2 separate regions of the Rattus norvegicus genome follow, and region 1 is linked to region 2. A link is a contact called in public Hi-C data. All regions are on one chromosome and are shown on one strand. The core of a region is the stretch at or near the end of the contact, and the rest is flanking DNA. Distances in the headings are between cores, read along the strand shown.

The links. A called contact is a pair of places that touch in the nucleus more often than the background predicts.
Region 1: a contact with region 2 is called in a Hi-C map of the A7r5 cell line, with 4 times the contacts expected there. The contact joins two enhancer-like sites. A contact is called at or near these places in 2 of 12 Hi-C or Micro-C datasets (the A7r5 cell line and Schwann cells).

What each region holds. Positions count from the first base shown.
Region 1 is chr16:67,475,743-67,481,878 of GRCr8, reverse strand. No RefSeq gene overlaps it. Among named protein-coding and RNA genes, the nearest start is that of Fut10, 180 kb to the left of the region's middle. Within about 2 kb of position 2,353, at least 14 of the 93 cell types and tissues checked have an H3K27ac peak or open chromatin away from gene starts, as enhancers often do. A contact at or near this core is called in the A7r5 cell line, where this site is marked.
Region 2 is chr16:67,327,229-67,332,682 of GRCr8, reverse strand. No RefSeq gene overlaps it. Among named protein-coding and RNA genes, the nearest start is that of Fut10, 330 kb to the left of the region's middle. Within about 2 kb of position 3,377, at least 6 of the 93 cell types and tissues checked have an H3K27ac peak or open chromatin away from gene starts, as enhancers often do. A contact at or near this core is called in the A7r5 cell line, where this site is marked.

The DNA of each region.
Region 1 (6,136 bases), core at 1,104-3,603, 150 kb before region 2:
TCCCTTCCTCTCCCCCTCATCCTCTCTCCTCTCTCCCTCTCTCCCATTCTTTCTTACTCTCTCATTTCTTCCTTCCCCAATCCTCCCCTCCTTTCTGTTACACACATTTTTTTTTAGAGCAGAAAGCAGTCAATATAAAAACTAACAAGTCACTTTTTTTGCTTGAACTTCAGATCTCTGTATAAAATACTCTTTAATGAGAGTGTGATTGGACACAGCGAACCCTGATCTTCTCTCTCAGTCTCAGCATCTCTAGCATCCCTCCCTTCCCCCAGAGGCCTTCCCTTTTCTCCTTTGTAGAAAGCTCCTTCCTATCCCATTAGGACCGTAAAGCCCTCCGTGACGTTGACTGACGCGACGCTCAACTTTCAGGGACAGTCCTGATCAGTGTTCATGGCGAGCCAAAAATGTAGATTGGAAGTTTCATGCAGCCTGAGGATCTTAGATTTCTAGGGCCAGAGTAAAGCAGCTTTTATACAGAAAGCCAGGAAAGTAGATGTTTACCTATGGTAACATTGAATGAGCTGAACAAAACTGGGAGAGTGGCTGGGATTTCCGATCGTTCTCCATACATCACAGGAGGAAGTATGATTAATATCTGCAATAAACAGATTATTTGAAAATAATAAAAGATCACCCTCTCCAATGGCCAGAGTTTGGGTACAGCAATAGCGGCACGGGACCTCTTCTGAGTGGGAGGAGCCTAGGAGGTAGGTTACATACTCACCGACCTTCCCTAAGCAATTTCTATTTTCCACAAGACTGGAAGGAGGAGAGAGCACACTGAAGGTGAATTGCTTGTGGTTAGCCTTCCCAGCCAGTGCCTGACCAGAGAGCCTGCTCCAACTTGCTTAATGGAGTCACCGATCCACAGAAAGTATCCAAGATAGAGTTTGAGCTATTGGAAGGCCGAGCTACTTAGAGATCAAAGGGAAGCGCTTCTAGGCTTCTGTGAGCGGTGCCATTCATTTGCAGTCCAACTGAGTGGGACAAAAATGTCTTTTGATTGCGCACTAACGTGGGGTCATCAGAACACTGGCGACATTCAGACACAAAAGAAAGCCAGGAGGCGGAGGGACCTCAAAGTGACCTTGGTGACAAAAAGCACTTCCGCAGAGGCACACATATCTCAGGCAGTGTGGCCAACAGTAAGCAAACTATGTCAGCTGACATTTTATTCCTGAGTAGCTCCTGAAGCATTTGGGGCTGAGACTTTCATCCCACTCCCGTGGAAACCCCCAAGAACTCTCATAAATGCCTGCTTTTACTTTACTTCCATTAAAACAACCAAAATTCCCTCCTCACAGTTGTTGGGGCATTCGAACAGCACAGTCCTTTCTTTCCCGAAGCAATGCAAACAAACATTGTTTTGTCCATTGCTTGTGTGTACTCCAGCCTCAAACCAATGTTAACATTTTTTTTCCTTACTAAAGGGCATTTCCTAAAAACACCTGATGGTGGCAGTATTGTGCATCAGTCAGTGATTAGTAAGGAGATCAGGAACGAATTAAGGAAATGATTTAAGGAGTAGGCTGCAACTGACTCAAAATGAGCAGATTATATACTGAGGAGATTTCTTGAGCCTAAATGCAACTACATCCCCCCGTCCACCAGAATACACTCCAATGTGTATGTATAGTGAAAAACGGCAAGAGGAAACCTAAATGCTACATCAACAGAGGGTAATTCCATTACTATTTCAAATATGCTCAGTCTATATAGTTAATGCTGTGATATCTTGGCCTGTGGGTCATTAAGACAGCTGGATGAAGAAATTCCAATGATGCCAATTCACCAGGAATTTTCCAGGAGGAAGGACATTATTCTCTCCAACTTAAGCCTCCAGGAATCTGCAATCCATGTACTTTGGAAGCAGACCCCTATTTCCCTTGGAGAGACATGAAGCAAGACCGTGCAGATATTTTCCATGCATCCATGCTACAAAAGTCCCCAGTTCTCTGAGGTAAAACGAAGCAACAGCATTGCAGGAAAACTAACTGGTGATTGAAATGGGCCAGGCTGGGGGAGGGAGGGATCATTGCCCATGTGGTAGTGACTGGAAGGAGATAGGTAACTCTAGCACAGTCCAGCCGAACCCAGTCCTCTAACCAAGATGATGATTAGGGCAGTCTTGGCAGCCACATCACAGTGTCACCTAGGAAGTAGATGAATAATTGATTCAGACTGAGTGGACCTTTCAAGGGACATTGACCATATAGCTGTGAGGCTGATGATGAAGGTCAGTTACAAGAAACAGGTCAGAGGTAGGAAAGTCCCTGTGTGTCAGAGCCAGGGCACACTCTAGGTCTTCTCAGATCATAGATTGGAGCATATCCAGACTTCCAGCTGAGTCACTATCTTAGGGTGTTTCATTACTGGGGCTTTCCACATTTTTAGAATTCCCAAGGAGAAGAGCCCTAGATACTCTGGACCTGCCATTAAAATGAGACAGCACAAATGGTCACTTTGTCTTGTTTGTTGCAACAGTGAATGAGTTGCCTGGTACTTTGTTTCACATCAGTATCAGATACTGTTAGGATCACCCAAAGATTATGGTCTGGGGAAAGACTTTTGAAAAGAAATGCCATTTTAGAAAACTCAATGTTAAGAAATTGAGTAGTTTCTAGACATGGTTACAACTATTTTGGATATTTTATGCCATTTAATCATCATAATATCACATGAGGCAGAAATAAGCTATCTATCTGTCTATCTATCTATCTATCTATCTATCTATCTATCTATCTATCTACCACAATTGTATAGAAGTTGACCTTCCCCAAAGCTATAAGGGCTGGTATTCAAACTCTGAGTTTCTTTAGGGGAAGGAGGGTTAAATATATTTATGAAACCATTGAATGTGAATCATTTTTGTTGAAGACTGATAGGCTACTATGAATTTCTTATTTTAAGATTTATTTTATGTGTGTGTGTGTGTTTATTTGCCCGCATGTCTGTGCACTTTGTGCCCACAGAGGCCAATAGAAGCCATTGGATCCACTTCCTGGAACAGAGTTAGAGATGGTCATGAGCTGCTATGTTGATGCTGGGGATCGAACATGAGTCCTATGCAAGATCAGCCAGTGCTCTCATGGCGGAGCCATCCCTTGAATCCCTCTTTTTTCTCTTTTGCAATCAGTATATATCAGTACAAAATAATAGGCTTAATTATGATATTTCAATACACACATAGATACTGTATATACCCTCTGTTATATTTTACTTACAATTCAAAGTTGGAGAATACAATTAGTTTCAGTGTCTCATGGTATTAATTATTGCATGACCTCAGATAAAATCCATTACTTGATGCCCACCAATTTGGAAACACTTCCCATGGATCAATAAGTGTGCTGTGGGGCCAGAACTCATCCACGCTTTAAGAATAGCTTAATTTTTACTTTAGAGGATAAGATTGGGAGCTCTAAACCTGGAGACGTCCACTTGTCCCAATCACTGCCTTCCGCACGTTCAACTCTCTATCAATAAACTGTCATTCCATGCCAACCCTTTGCTTCTACCATTGCTGGAAACACTGCCCTTCTTGATTAAATGTCCCCTCCTCACTACAGAAGAGACCTGGAAGATGAGTGTATGTCTAGCGATGGGCCATATAGCTGACTGGGAATGCTTTGAAGAGGAAAATTAAGAAATTTAGGCCACCCACTTGACCTGTAAGCAAAAAGTCCTGGCTGATCTCAAAGACAGACTTCCAGCATTGCTCAGGACTCTGCACCTCCTGGGTGCTTTGTCATCTCTGGTGTCCAGGGGTCACTGGCCTTTAGAAACTACTCCTGAAATCAAAGCGGGTGCTATGTAGAAGAGACTTTAACTGGTTTCCTAAATCATATCTATTAATAGCAAGTATAGGATTTGGAGACTGACACTCAAAATCAATAGATACACTTGAATCTAGGGCTCTTCCCTGACAGTCTTATTGTCATCAAAAGTATGTGTAGGAACCAGATGTGCTGGTATAGGGCTGCAAAGCCAAAACTCAAGAGACTGAGGAAGGAGGACTTTGAATTGGCGATCTGACTGGACAACAAACAAAAGAAAACAAATGTAGCGTCCAAGGCTATATAAGGAAGTTACTACAGTGGATGTGCTCAAAGAACAAGCGGCTTTAAGTCACTTCTCAGAGTAACACTTGCATCGGAAACACTGGGTAATTTGTTGAGCTTCAGATCTCCTAGTCACACTTGTTGAGTCCAGGACCCAGGCTCTTGGCGAAAATTAAAACAAGTTACCTCATGATGTAAGAGGACCTGTAGTCCCGGTTGTTCCTCAGGTCAATGGCATGCATATCACTTGAGAGTTTGTTAGAAATAGAGATTTTGTTGAGCTCTAGTTTAAGCATGCCTGACCAGAAATTGAGGACGGAATCAAGAAAGCTGTATTTAAAAAAATCCCCAAACTCTGCTGCATGATGATGTCTGAGAATGACTTGCCTCTCAACAGAGTCTTCCATAGTTCCTCACCAACACCGGTCAGCTACTGAATCTGGAAGAGACAAACCCAGAGCTACGACATTTTCTTCTAATGCTTCCCTGGTGATTTTTTTCTTTGCTTGCAGAATAGCACTGATGTAGAAGAACAAAACCTTTTTCCTTTAGCCTTTGGCCCGAGTACTTACCCAATCATCTCCACATTTAAGAATAAGGGTCACTCTTTGATTAGTAAAAGCCCACTGATGTGTACCCTGTGCAAACTGCGTGTGGCTATATGTGTGTGTGTTTATAGGCACACATGTGTGTGCATAGGCAGACATTTAAAACAAGGACCGGTTTCTGCCCCAACGTTTATTGCTATGCTATGATTAAATAATAACCATTTCCTCTCTCACTTTATTGTAATACCTGAATAATTTACTTCAAATGAACTTTAGTTCAAAAGCATTTACCTGTGAGAACAAATAGGCACATTAGAAGAACTTTTGGGGGATGGGCTGATTAAAAATGTTTTACATTTATTTATTTACTTCATGTCTATGAGTGGATGCACATGTGCCAGGCTGTATGTATGGAGGTTAGAGAACAACTTGTGCGAGTTCTGTCTGTCCTTCCAGTATGCAGGTTTCAGGAATTGAATGCAAGTGGTCATGCTTAACAACAAAGAGCCCCTACCTCATTGAGCCATCAGTAAGGTCCCAGAGATCATCTGGGCTTATACTTTTGTTAGAACAGTATGTATAACATTTTAGCATCTTTTCTCCAAAAGTCATTAATTCATTAATTCATTAATTAATTCAAGAAAATTACTGCCAGGTGTGAAGGCAAATGCTGCCTACCATTCCTTGAAAGAGATAGAGAAATTGACTACCAAGATGAAGCCAATGATACCATCCACAGGATCCAGAAAAAAAAATGTTGTTAGGACCATACCCTTGTTATAATGTAGTGACATTAAAACTTAGATTTATTATAACTTAGTGACTTGAATAAACAGATTGTCTTATAGTATGGTATAGCAGTCTATGTTTTCAGGAATTAAAGATACATTATTATTAACTCACCAGGAGACCCAAGCTTTTTATCCCTGTGATTGAGGTGGTAGCATGTCCTTAGACACTTTCTCCTCTCTCTCTCTCTCTCTCTCTCTCTCTCTCTCTCTCTCTCTCTCTCTTTCTCTCACTCTCTCTCTCTCCTTCTCTCTCTGTGTGTGTACTATATAATCATATTCGGAATTTTTCAAATTAATTCCCTCTTGGGACAAGACCCTAAAAAACCGATCCTGTATATTATGTGCTGAAACCAGATACAAAGATCCTTTCTGTTTTCTTATTTGGGCATAAGATGCATGGGTAGATTTTCATATTTGCTTTCCTTTGTTTTGTCCCCCAAGTGCACAGGGCACTCCAGTTTCTGTGCCCGTGGAGGTGGGTCATGAGGAGGGTCACTGCCACCTGTTAGTTTTAAGGCTTTGAAATGTCTCCGACTTATCTCATCTTTGTTGTTACCTTTTATTTTTATTTTTCCCCAATGAGTTTAACCAGGATTGTGTGGGTAAACATGCATTTGGAGCTGTCCATTGGGCTCTGGTTGGCTCATCAGTAGCTATACAACAGAGGCAACAACTGCCCTTTCTTCAGCATCCATGAGTAGTCATCAGGGATGGGTGAGGCCCTGTGAGACCT
Region 2 (5,454 bases), core at 2,128-4,627:
ATTTGTAAATATTTTTAGCGTGTTTTAATTACCTTTCCTTTTTTCTTTTTTCCTACTTTATAGAGCATTATTCATACACACACATATACATACACACACATACACAAACAGTTCTATCTATTGTATAAGCTCTTAATGTTTACATTGTTTTCAGGTTACTTTTGTTCAACAATCACTACTTATGTCTATAAGCCTATGTGCTCTTTAACGATCTATTTTATATGCATGTGTCTGTGTGTGTGAGTAGGCACAGATCTAAGTGCTTACTGAGGTCAAGAAAGACCTGAGAACCCTGGTGCTGGACAATCACTTGACATGGATGTCGTGATCCAAACCCACGTCTTAATTCTGTGCAGCAAGTATTCCTAACCATTTAGCCATCTGTCCAGCACTTAAATTTATGTCAAATCTATATCATATCCTATCTGGATGCAGGTCCATGGCTGAACTGATGGTGATAATGGCAGGTAATTTGATGACACCATAGGGCTTTATAATTACAGCAGTGTTCTTATTTACATGCTTATCATGTTATGACATCACCATTTTGCTGCCTATTACGCTTTCCCTAATCGCCAAACAAGCGTTGAATTTTAGGACGTGTTTCCTAGCTTCTGTTGAGATACACACACGTCTTTCCTTTCATGTTTGCTGAAGTTGTGAGTCACATTAACACATGAGCATATGTTCAATCATCTGTGCCTTTGAAAGAGGCTCTCCTTTCCACGAGGTATCACTACCAGTGTATGGACAAGGCCAGGACTTTTAACTTTGAGATGCCATGGCTGAGTTTGGGCATCCTGCAGGTATTTGACTGACAGTGCCATTGTGTTCTCATTAACCTTGAAGAGGACATCTTTCTGTCATCACAAAGTAGCTGTTAGAATGACAGAAAGTGGTAAAAGACTTCTATATAAAGCAATGGTGATCGGAGAACTAAAGGGCATGAACATAGTACATTGGATTCCTACTTTGCACAGATGTCCTTAGTTCTAACAGCATTGGTGTCATCATTGAACGGATGAGGAACCGGAAGTACTTAATGCTGGGTGTTTCCTTCCCTTAGGATGGTATCAATGTTAGAAATGCTACATAGACTTGTCAGAGTTTGGGAATCCTAACCCATCATTCTAAATGAAGCCATGGTCCAGATTAAAGACCGGATTAAAGTTTCGATGGTTAGAAAATTAAAATGGCCAAGGTTGTGGGGTAGGGGGTGGTATTTTGAAGCTTGTCCACTAGATGGCATTATGAGCCTACCAGAATTGCTCTAAGAGGATATTTAGTCACCAGTTAAATACTAGTTAATTAAAGAACGATGTTAGTGAATGGCCATCACTGAAAAGAGCACTATCTGAGAGAGTTGCTAATCCCATTTGCTTGGGCACATGTTAAAGGTACAAGAGTAACAATTATGCTAAAGGGAGCAACCAAGAAACCTCTTTAAGGACAGCCTTGAAAGCTGTCCCTCCTGTAAGGACAGTATACTCTAGTAAAAGTGCAAGTTATAGTCTTACAATGAAATGTCAATTAGGCTTTACATAAATAACTAAGAATCCTTTTTACCAAACTGAATTACACAACCTCTTCATAAAGGATTCCAAGAGAACTTAAATGCAAGTGTCAACAAACAGGATTAAGCATGGGTTTGAAAGGACTCTGGGTAGGAGGGTAATGATGAAACCATTTTGGGTTGAAAATGACAGTTTTTTTACTTGGTCTTCTTTTGGGGGCTACTGTTGGAGGCAAAACACTTGGCATGCAATTTAGGAAGTAAGAATAAACTCATGCGCTATTGATTCTTATGACAAAAACTAACTCATCCTGGACCCCAGATCTGCTGATGGCTTTACAAAAGAAGCTTTTACCCACCTTTAATAATTTTCAACCAGTTCTATTTTCCTTCTAATAACATCCTTCTAATTTATCCTAACATCTTTCCACCTATCTCCTTCAGTTCTGTTTGTTCCTATGGTACTAATGGTTCAACATATGGTTTAACTTAAGGTTTTGTACTTTATGATCATGATAAAGTGATTAGTCATTCAGGGAAATTATACTTTGAATTTTGATCTTTTCCTGGGCTTGTAATATATTCTTTGATACCCTTGTCTTGGGCAACAGCAGTGAGCTACATACAGTCAGTCATCCTGTCCTGAGGGAAAGCTATCAATACTCTACAACGAACTGTTTTGTTTTCCTAAGAATGCACTGTAGATGTGTTAAATGCATCTTTGAACTTTATAGTCTTAATAGGAGAAGCTTCCATGTAAGTCAAACATCTGAATATCACAGAATGATAGTCTCCTTCCTTTATTTAGGAATCTCTCCACAGATGTGAAATAGACTTTCCATTAGTAATTACTTAATGATTTTTATAAATATGTGTCTGGTAAAGAAAAAATCACTTTCAAATGGCCAAGCAAGTCTTCGGAAAGAATAAGAAAAACAAAACAAAATAAAACCTCAAGATAAAACATATTACAATTTCACTATCTAAAATAAAGAAAAACTCAAGTCAGGTCATATAAGAGAATTAAACAAGCTTTTCTGCGTTAAAATTTTAGTTTCGAGGAGGAAGGATTGTGGGCCCCAATTGTGGGATAGTAACTCCACAGGAAGACCAACTGAGTCATCTAACCTGGACCTTTGGAGCTCTCAGAACTCAACCACCAACCAGAGAACATACATGGGCTGGACTTAGGCCTTCCTGTGCATGTATGAATGTATATATATATATATATGTATGTATATATGTATATTTATATGTATATATGTATATATATGTATATATGTATATTTATATGTATATATGTATATATATACACACATACATATATACACACCCAGAAATTATATATATATATATAGTGGGTCTTGAACAACTGGAGCAGGGGCTATCCCAAAAGCCACTGCCTGTCTGTGGGATATGCTCTACTAGCTGGGCTGCATGTCTGGTTTCAGTGGGAGAGGATGTGCCTAGCCCTGCAAAGACTTTGAAGTGCCAGGGTAAGGGGGGTACCCAGTGAGGCCCCATCCTCTCAGAGGAGATGTTGATGGGAAGGATTGTGGGTGGGGCTTACCAAGAGGCAGATAGTGAGCAGAATATAAAGTGAATATGTTAAAAAAATAGAATTAAATTAAAAAAATTACTTTCAAACATTACTTCACAGATTGTGGAATTCAGTCCTCTCTGTTAATTAATAAACGGAGAGCATTTGAAGTCATGCCACTCTCCTGAAATCAAAGGTCAAGTAGAACATTCATTCACCTCCAGGTTTCAAGTGTTGAGTCATGCTGGCTAAAATGACCAGGGTACAGGATGGAGGGAGCGGTGGCTTCCCACCTCCTACGGGTCATGTGAGTAGTGAGTCACTCCATTCTGGCCCCAGAGAGCTCTCTAGGTATCCGAGTCAGACTTCTTTAACCAATGGCAGTCAGAGAAACTCAAGCTGCCCACTTTTAATTCAGTAGGAGAGAAAAAATGTGTGGAATGTTATTTGCCTAACTGTGACCTCAATTCCAACAACATGCCTGGGCAGGTAAAGCAGGCTCTAGCATCTGGTAGCTTGAAGCATGAAGGGTGTACTTTGCATTCTAACATTTCAAACACAGAAGTACTTGCCATGAGAAAATCTCCCCTGTGCTGATAAGGATAGCATACCATGGAATTAGGGGTTTTTGTTTGTTTTTTTTTTTTGTTTTTTTTTTTGTTTTTTTTTTTTTTTAATTAATCCAGTCTAGCAGAGTGTGTGCTATCAAATAACATCTTTTCTAAGAAGTGACAAATCTTGTCTTTGAGAACAGGTTTGGGTCCTATAAACAGACCAAATGCAGGGAGGGAACAAAGAGTTACTTTAGAAATCTGAAGAATCAGAAAAGTGAAAACTCCATGACTAAAATCCTTTTTTAAAAATTATTATTATTATTGTTATTTATTATTATTATTATTAAAAAATCTAGTTTCTTTATTTTCCACACTTCTCCTGACTGAGCTGATGGCAGACTGAGGCTGAAAGCTGTTTTTGTGAATCTGATTTGGTACTGTGTGTGTCCTCTCACAGAAGGTTCACTCCTTGCTGACAACACAGCCAGGTAGACTCTAAGCTGTCAGCTTGGTTATGCTTTCGAGGGACCTGGTTCTCTCTACCTGGATAGACACATGTGAGGATGCCCAGATCTAAGAGCAGGGCTTTCGTGTCCCTTTCCTTAAAAAGATCACTTAAATTTATCCTGTTGACATTGAATCTGGAATCATATGCAATGTGCTTTTTTTAAAAAAACAAAACAAAACAAATCATCTAGTGCTCTAGAAATATATGGATTATTTTTATTAAAGCAAAATTTATTTTCATTTGTAGTAATTGACTTAAAGTAAACATGAGGAAAGACTGAATGGAAAGATACCATCTATGGAGAACTGACTTAGTCAGTCTTGGTCTTCTTCAATGCTAACATTACATTTGGACTTACACAGGGAAAAAGAAAAATTTTACAGATAAAAATCTGTGTCATCGCCACTGCTATTCTTTGACTTGGAAATGTGTAGCAGCTTCTAGAGAAAGCTAGATGGAAGCTCTAGGGTGTTCACTTTAACTCCTTCAGTGGCAGGTCACCACCATTACTGTGTTTAAATGTTAAGTGAAGCTCTTATCATAGATGGAGAATTTGTTAGTCAGCATCAGAATGTTAACAAAGGCTATGTCATAAGAACATGAGAGGGCTTTCCTCAGAATATGAATTCATAACAAGCCATGATGTAACTTTGAACTCTATACCAAACCAGCCGTATGTGATAAGCTATATATGGTATCTCACATATATAGATTATATAGCCTTTATGTATGAATATTTCTATATTTTTATCCATGTCTATAAATTTGGACAAGATTTGGGGGACAATTCTTTCTCTTATTCAAAAATGTTCTTCCAACATGAACTTAAGTGACTAAACTATGATTTTTCTTCCTCACGAAATTAGAAATTGGACTCTTTATAAGCACCCCTCTTTGCTTACCAAACCCAACAACATAATATGAAATCCCATTTCATCTTTAAAGAGGCTCCAGGAGCAGGAGCAGCATCTGGTGGGGTGTGAATTGGGAGGAGCCTGACTGTGGGAAAGAGCCTCAGCTCTGCCTTTGGGAAAGTCACGACCTACTCAGGCTCCTGTTTCCTAGGTCATAGGAGATAATAGACTCTCATCAAAGTCTCAGAGGCAGAGGCTTTCCACCAAGTCTGTCCTGTGGGATCACAAGCAGCTCTGGAGGAGATTAGGTCCTTGAAGGAATAGTTGAACCCTGAGAGGGTATCCTAAGACAGGACCTAAATTGGCTGGGCTTAGCAAACTGTAACCCTGGATGTTCAAGTTAAATTTGGATTTATTTTTGATAAATCATGAATAAAATGTCTACATGATTATCCCAGTATATGACAACCCTAGAAATATTAGGA